2 separate regions of the Mus musculus genome follow, and region 2 is linked to region 1. The links are chromatin contacts, called in public HiChIP or PLAC-seq maps. All regions are on one chromosome and are shown on one strand. Each heading gives the region's core, a stretch centred on a gene start, on an enhancer-like site or on the middle of the called end of the contact. The rest is flanking DNA. Distances are from core to core; before and after follow the strand shown.

Region 1 (2,786 bases), core at 172-2,671:
CAGAAAAACCTTTTTCAAGGCTAACTTAAATCTGAAGCTTTGTGTTTGGCTAGAGAGTGGTCAGTAGCTCTCAGTCCATCTCCCTTAAATTGGTAAATTATTTTTTTCTTTCTCGTTTTGAGACAGGGTTCAGGTTGGTCTTGAACCGACTGTATAGTTTAGGCTGCTCTGTAAACTAACTGGGATTACAGGCATGTACCATCACACATCACACTAGTTGATCAACTTTTGGTGGTTATTTTCTTTCTATCCATGCTGAAACGGCCAGAATGAACGAAGGGTGCGACACTTTGGGGTTTTCAACTGCTGTATCCACGGTGCCTGGACTGTTCCTTTGTGCCTACACTTCTGCCCTCTTCTCCATTTTTTTTTTAAGCTAACCTCTAAACCGACCCCTTTCCTCTTGACCCGCCAGCCCAGTTCAGGCAGCTGAGCATGCCCAGTTCAGCCGCCAGCATGGGCCCCAGTCCCCAGTGCGCAGGTGCCACGTCTCCGGGTTTTGGTGGCCGCCGCCAGGCAGGAGAGGGAGGAAGCCGAGTGGCCTCGGTAGGAGGAAGCCCTCGGGGAGTTCCGGAGCGGCTCCAGTGTAGGGTCTCCACAAAGGGTGACGCTGGATGCACATGGCCAGGCCGCCTCAGCAGGACTTCGGGCACCCGGGTGTCGGTTCAAAGGACAAGGAGAGCTGGCCACAGCGATCCCCAGCATCCCTGGAACCGAAGTCTGGGGGGGGGGGGTGGAGTGGGGTGCACGTCTCAGGATCACTTGGGGGAAGACTTTGGAAATCACTTTCTGGCTCAGTGTGAGCCCGTTGTAGTACTTCCTCCGGCAGATTGTTTTTCGGGCTGAATGAATAAAATCCCTGTCTCACAGTGCCTGCTGCAGTGTACAAGCTCTCCGTGTTTGTTCAATGTAACATAGACGAAAGCGCAGTTCCCGCTCCCCGCTCCCGGTTCTGGCTGGCTCGCACCCCCTCCTCCCGGGCCGGGCACCCGCTGAGTCCGTGGCCAGCGGCGCGTGGTGTCCCGCTGCTGGCTCAGCTCAGTCCCCACGGGCGCGCGCCCAGACCCTGCACCGGGAAGGCGGCGGCGGCGACCCCGGGACAGCCAACCCCCACCCCGGCCGGCCCGCGCGGCCCCGGTCCACCCCCAGCCCCGCCGGGCGCCGCACTGGGCATGCTCCGTAGCCCGGCAGGTTGGGGCTGCGAGGCGACGGCTTGGGCTCCAGAGGCAGCGTCGCGGCCGGGAGTAGGGGCGGCGGGCCCGGGGCCGCACGGGGCCCGGCTCGGCGGGAGCGGCGGGCGGGCGGCGCCCTGGGCAGCGGGCGGCCGAGGTGAGCGCAGCGGGGAGGCGCTGGCCGGTGGGGGGCGGAGGCGGCGGAGGGCGGGGCGGCGCCGGAGGGGCTCGGCGGCCGCGGCGGCGGGGAGGGGGTGGCGGCGCGCGAGCGGCTCAGGAGCCGCGCCGCAAACAGGCTCTCACACGCGCGCACACACACACACACACACACACACACACACACAGACACTCACACGCGCGCGCGCGAACACAGCGGGGCTCCCGGAGGCGGCGGTGGCCGCATCCCCGGCAGCGACTCGCCTGGAAGTGACAGGTAGGAGAAGGCGCTTTGGGTCCCGCCCGGGGATGCTCCCGCCGCTCCCAGCCCGCCGGGCTACTCGGCTTCCCGCGGGTGCGTCCCGGACGCGCGCGCGCGCCCCCGGTTGCCCTGCCGGGGACCCGGTGCAGGTGCGGGGTGCGAGGCGTCCTGCGCGGGAGGCAGGGGACCCCGCCGCCACCCGCCTCTCCGGCAATCATCTGCTACTGGGTTTCCTCTGCCTACCCGGACGTTCACCCTCTTCTGCGCTAGAAATAGCTCGGCTCGACGTGTATATGATTATTTTGGTTGGAAATAGTTGGCACTGTGCAACGCATGTAAATGTGTGTGCGTGTGCATCTTCAGCGTCTTCTGGGGACAGCTTACGAATGATAGACCGTTTCCAGTTGACACTGACAGGCTAAGCGCTCCTTCAGGACAGTATCTGGGCCTCCTAAAAGCATGTAAAAGAACATTGCTTTATTTTCAGAAGTTTAAAGTTGTTTTTTCTTAGTCAATTAGAAATTGTCTATATTGTACAATTTTTGAGTTTAGACTCAGTAAACTACTGAATCTAAGTGTGAAAACACAGAATTTTCCAATTGAACAACTCTAGAGTTATAAAGCCAGCATTTCTAGAAAGGCAAATGTCTTATATTCCACAAATATGCATGCATTTGAGATATGACTTTAAAAAAATAACCCTAAACTTCTATAGTGCTTCTTCCTATTTCTCTAAAGCAAGGGGCTTGAGATTTAATTTGGGGCAAAACATTCATGGACAGTCGCCATCTTTTGAAGTAGAAGTGGGATGCATAGTGGTCCATAAATTTAAATTATCCATTGGTGGAGATAATGTGTTGAATAAACATGGCTAGCAGTAAAGTCCATGCACAGGCAGGTGTATAATGCTTTGAAAAAAATTGAATTTCTCTTTTAAGGAAAAATCAGACCATAAAATAAAGATGACCAGGAAGAGCAACCAGTGACTTTTTACCTGGGTGGACTCCCAGGATCTCAGAAAGTGAAGAACTACTCTTTAGGGTAGGAAGATGTGTGTGTGTGTGTGTGTGTGTGTGTAAAATTTCAACTTAATCCTTTTAGTATTTTTAAGACTGATGTTTTTAAAGATGTGTTTGAACTGAGAACCGAATATTTTGAACCCTTCAAACTTTAATATCCTAAGTTGCAGAGTGATA
Region 2 (2,801 bases), core at 226-2,725, 33 kb after region 1:
ACCGCAATGAAGCTGGTATTTTTCACGGGTGTACTGCCTTCATTTGTCATGTTCTCTATATGACTTCATGGAACACACTGCATTTACTCCTCCCTCCCTCCTTCCCTCCCTCCCTCCCTCCCATGTTATGCACTTCACCATATTTGCAGTATTCAAGTGGAAATAGGTTGAATAGGAAGATAAAGTTGAGATTCAGAAGTTTTCAGTAGTTAAGAAGTTTAAACATGCAGCCCATATGCTTGGGGAACTGGTACAACCCCTATATTATTCTTAGAATAAGATCTTCAAGAGCAACTCAGCATCTTGGTAGGTCCACTCTGCAAGTCCCATAGCAGCCAGTTTCAATCAGCAATTCCTTTAAGTACCATAGCTATTGGAGGATCAGCAAGTAAGGATCGCGTGATGCGTACTGGGACAGTAGGTATATTAGATTAAAAAGTCATGCCAGTCACGGTTTCTTCCTTGGTGGGATGAAATTTGAATTCTTTCCCTCCTGGTTTCTTGAAGCAAACCACGCTGATGAGGGGTGGCAATTTTCATTTCTAGTTCAGATATATTAATCCAGATTTGGGGTTTAGTTCATGCCTAAGTTAGGGTTACTAGTACTATGATGAAACTCCATGACCAAAAGCAAGTTGGGGAGGAAAGGGTTTATTTGGATTACAATTTCATATTACTGTTCGTCATGGAAGAAGTCAGGATAGGAACTCAAACAAGGCCAGAATCTGGAGAAAGGAGCTGATGCATGGAGGGATGCTGCTTATTGGCTTGCTCATCATGGCTTGCTCAGCCTGTTTTCTTAGAGAAATCAGGACCACCAGGATAAGGATAGGACCACCTACAATGGTCTGAGTTCTCCTCAATCCATTACCAATTAAGAAAATACCCTACAAGGTTGCCCACAGCCTGATCTAAGGGTTGTATTTTCTCAGTTGAGGCTCCCTCCTTTCAAATGACTTTAGTTCCTTTCAACTTGACATAAAACTATCCAGCATACATAGACTTTCTGGCCCAGATTCCCTGAATTCAGCTCTGTGATTCTCAGTTCCCTCCTTCACGTTCTTTCTGGATCAGTACCATAGGGCAGAGCAGGACAGGACTGATTGCCCAGGGTTCCTACTGACCTTAGTGGTGTCCTTGATGGGGAGTCTGCCATGCTTTCTAGTCATACTTCAGGCCCCTCGCTCCCTTGCCCAGGGCAATGAAAGTGTACAAGGCTCTGACTCAGTCCTTCCCTTGAGTCTTTCTGAAGAGCGAGTGTGTATGGGAGACGGGGTGGTTTGAGGCTGCAGTCTGAGGGCTCCCATTGACCTCAGCCAAGCCTCACATCTGGTTTAGCTTCTTTAGCTCCTGGGCCTCCCTGCCAATTAGGCATCCAGTCCTTGATCTTCCATCTGCCTATAGCTTCAGCACTGCTGTGTGTGAGGGAAGCACTTCCTGGGGATTTCCACCTTGCTCAGCTGCTTGTGGCTGGCAGCTCCTCCAACCCCCAGCTGCTGCTTGCTTCCCCGTGGAAATCTCACCTGGCTTGCTGGCTTCCTTTACAGCTACCGATTCTTGCAAGAACAGGCGTGACTGTGCGTTCTGCTGGCTGCTTCCTGTCAGTGAGTACACTGATGATAGGTTTCCCATCTGCTATCTCGCTGGGAAGTCCCCTCCTTTCCTTTAAATCATGTTAGGATGCAGCGTTGGGTCTTGGGCATGTTGTCTTTAGAGAGGTGCCGAGTTTGATTTTTTTGGACTCAGTTTGGCTTTGAAATAGACCTTATACAGCTGTACACAGCCTTCCTTCAGATCATAAGTTCTGCTTTTTATTTTATGTCCTGGTCTAGTTTCTAGTAGTGGATTCTGGGGTGGGGAATGGGGGGGTCAATAAGTCATACTCTGAGATCACAAGGAGGCATTTCCTCGGACTGTGGCTTTTCCTGCTTATTGTAACAGCTGTGCTTTGCCCTCATATGACCCCCTTTTGTCTCTTGAAGACTTTAGCCAAAATCAGTGGAATAATCCATGGATTGCCCATTTTTTTCAGCTGTTCCCAGCCATAGATCATTTAGCCAGCGTTAGCAGGTTGCGAATCTAAGAGTTTGTATCTGTGGTCCCAGAGGTTGAGCCAATAAAGCATCTTTTCAGAAATGTGCTTTTTCTCAGATTACGTATTTGCTCAGAACTTTTGTTCATAAAACATATTACATTGCCAGTAATGATCATTCACCCCCCTTTTCCACTTGTATTAATCAAAGGTGTATATTTAACTAGCAGCCATTCTCCACACCCCGAGACGCTTGAAAAGAAAAGCTTCCCTACAGGTAAACATATACTTGTAATTTAATTTTTAGAAATATTTTATTTTATGTGCATGTGTGTGTGTGTGCCTGTGTGTGAGCCACCATTTGTATGCTGGGAACTGAACCTCGGTCCTCTGCAAGAGCAGCAAGTGCTCTTAACCACTGAGACATCTCCCCTACCCTCTATGTTTGCTCATTTGTTCTTGGTCACTGGGTTGAAGCATTAAATCTGTTGCTACGACACTAAGTTCTCCAAGTGTGATGTTTGATTTTTATTTTTTTTTGCGGGGGGCTATTTCCTTAATCTCTTCCCCAACCCCCATTTTTCATAGGGAGTGCTTGAAAACAGAACATGGTTATAGTTTTGATTTGTGCATTTATTCATATTTAAAAAGCAGTTTACCATGGAAAATGTTAAAAAAATACATAAACTGCAGTATGAGCTTTACCATGGACTTTCAGGAATATTCTATTTTATTATCTTAAGTTCCTCCATCAGTGACCTTAAATAAA

Evidence for each region. HiChIP or PLAC-seq counts read pairs in DNA pulled down with a chosen protein or histone mark.
Region 2: a contact with region 1 is called in an H3K27ac HiChIP or PLAC-seq map of heart atrium, with 13 read pairs. The contact joins the enhancer-like site here to the promoter of Plcb4 in region 1. A contact is called at or near these places in 1 of 39 promoter capture datasets (3T3-L1-derived adipocytes) and 3 of 115 datasets of contacts at active chromatin or transcription factors (the HPC-7 cell line, embryonic stem cells and heart atrium).

What each region holds. Positions count from the first base shown.
Region 1 is chr2:135,658,126-135,660,911 of GRCm38.p6, forward strand. Plcb4 (phospholipase C, beta 4) reads left to right here and starts at 1,422. Exons shown (of 39, transcript NM_001355153.1): 1 at 1,422-1,605.
Region 2 is chr2:135,691,361-135,694,161 of GRCm38.p6, forward strand. The region is part of intron 1 of Plcb4 (phospholipase C, beta 4); the gene reads left to right. Among named protein-coding and RNA genes, the nearest start is that of Plcb4, 33 kb to the left of the region's middle. Within about 2 kb of position 1,476, at least 59 of the 459 cell types and tissues checked have an H3K27ac peak or open chromatin away from gene starts, as enhancers often do. A contact at or near this core is called in heart atrium, where this site is marked.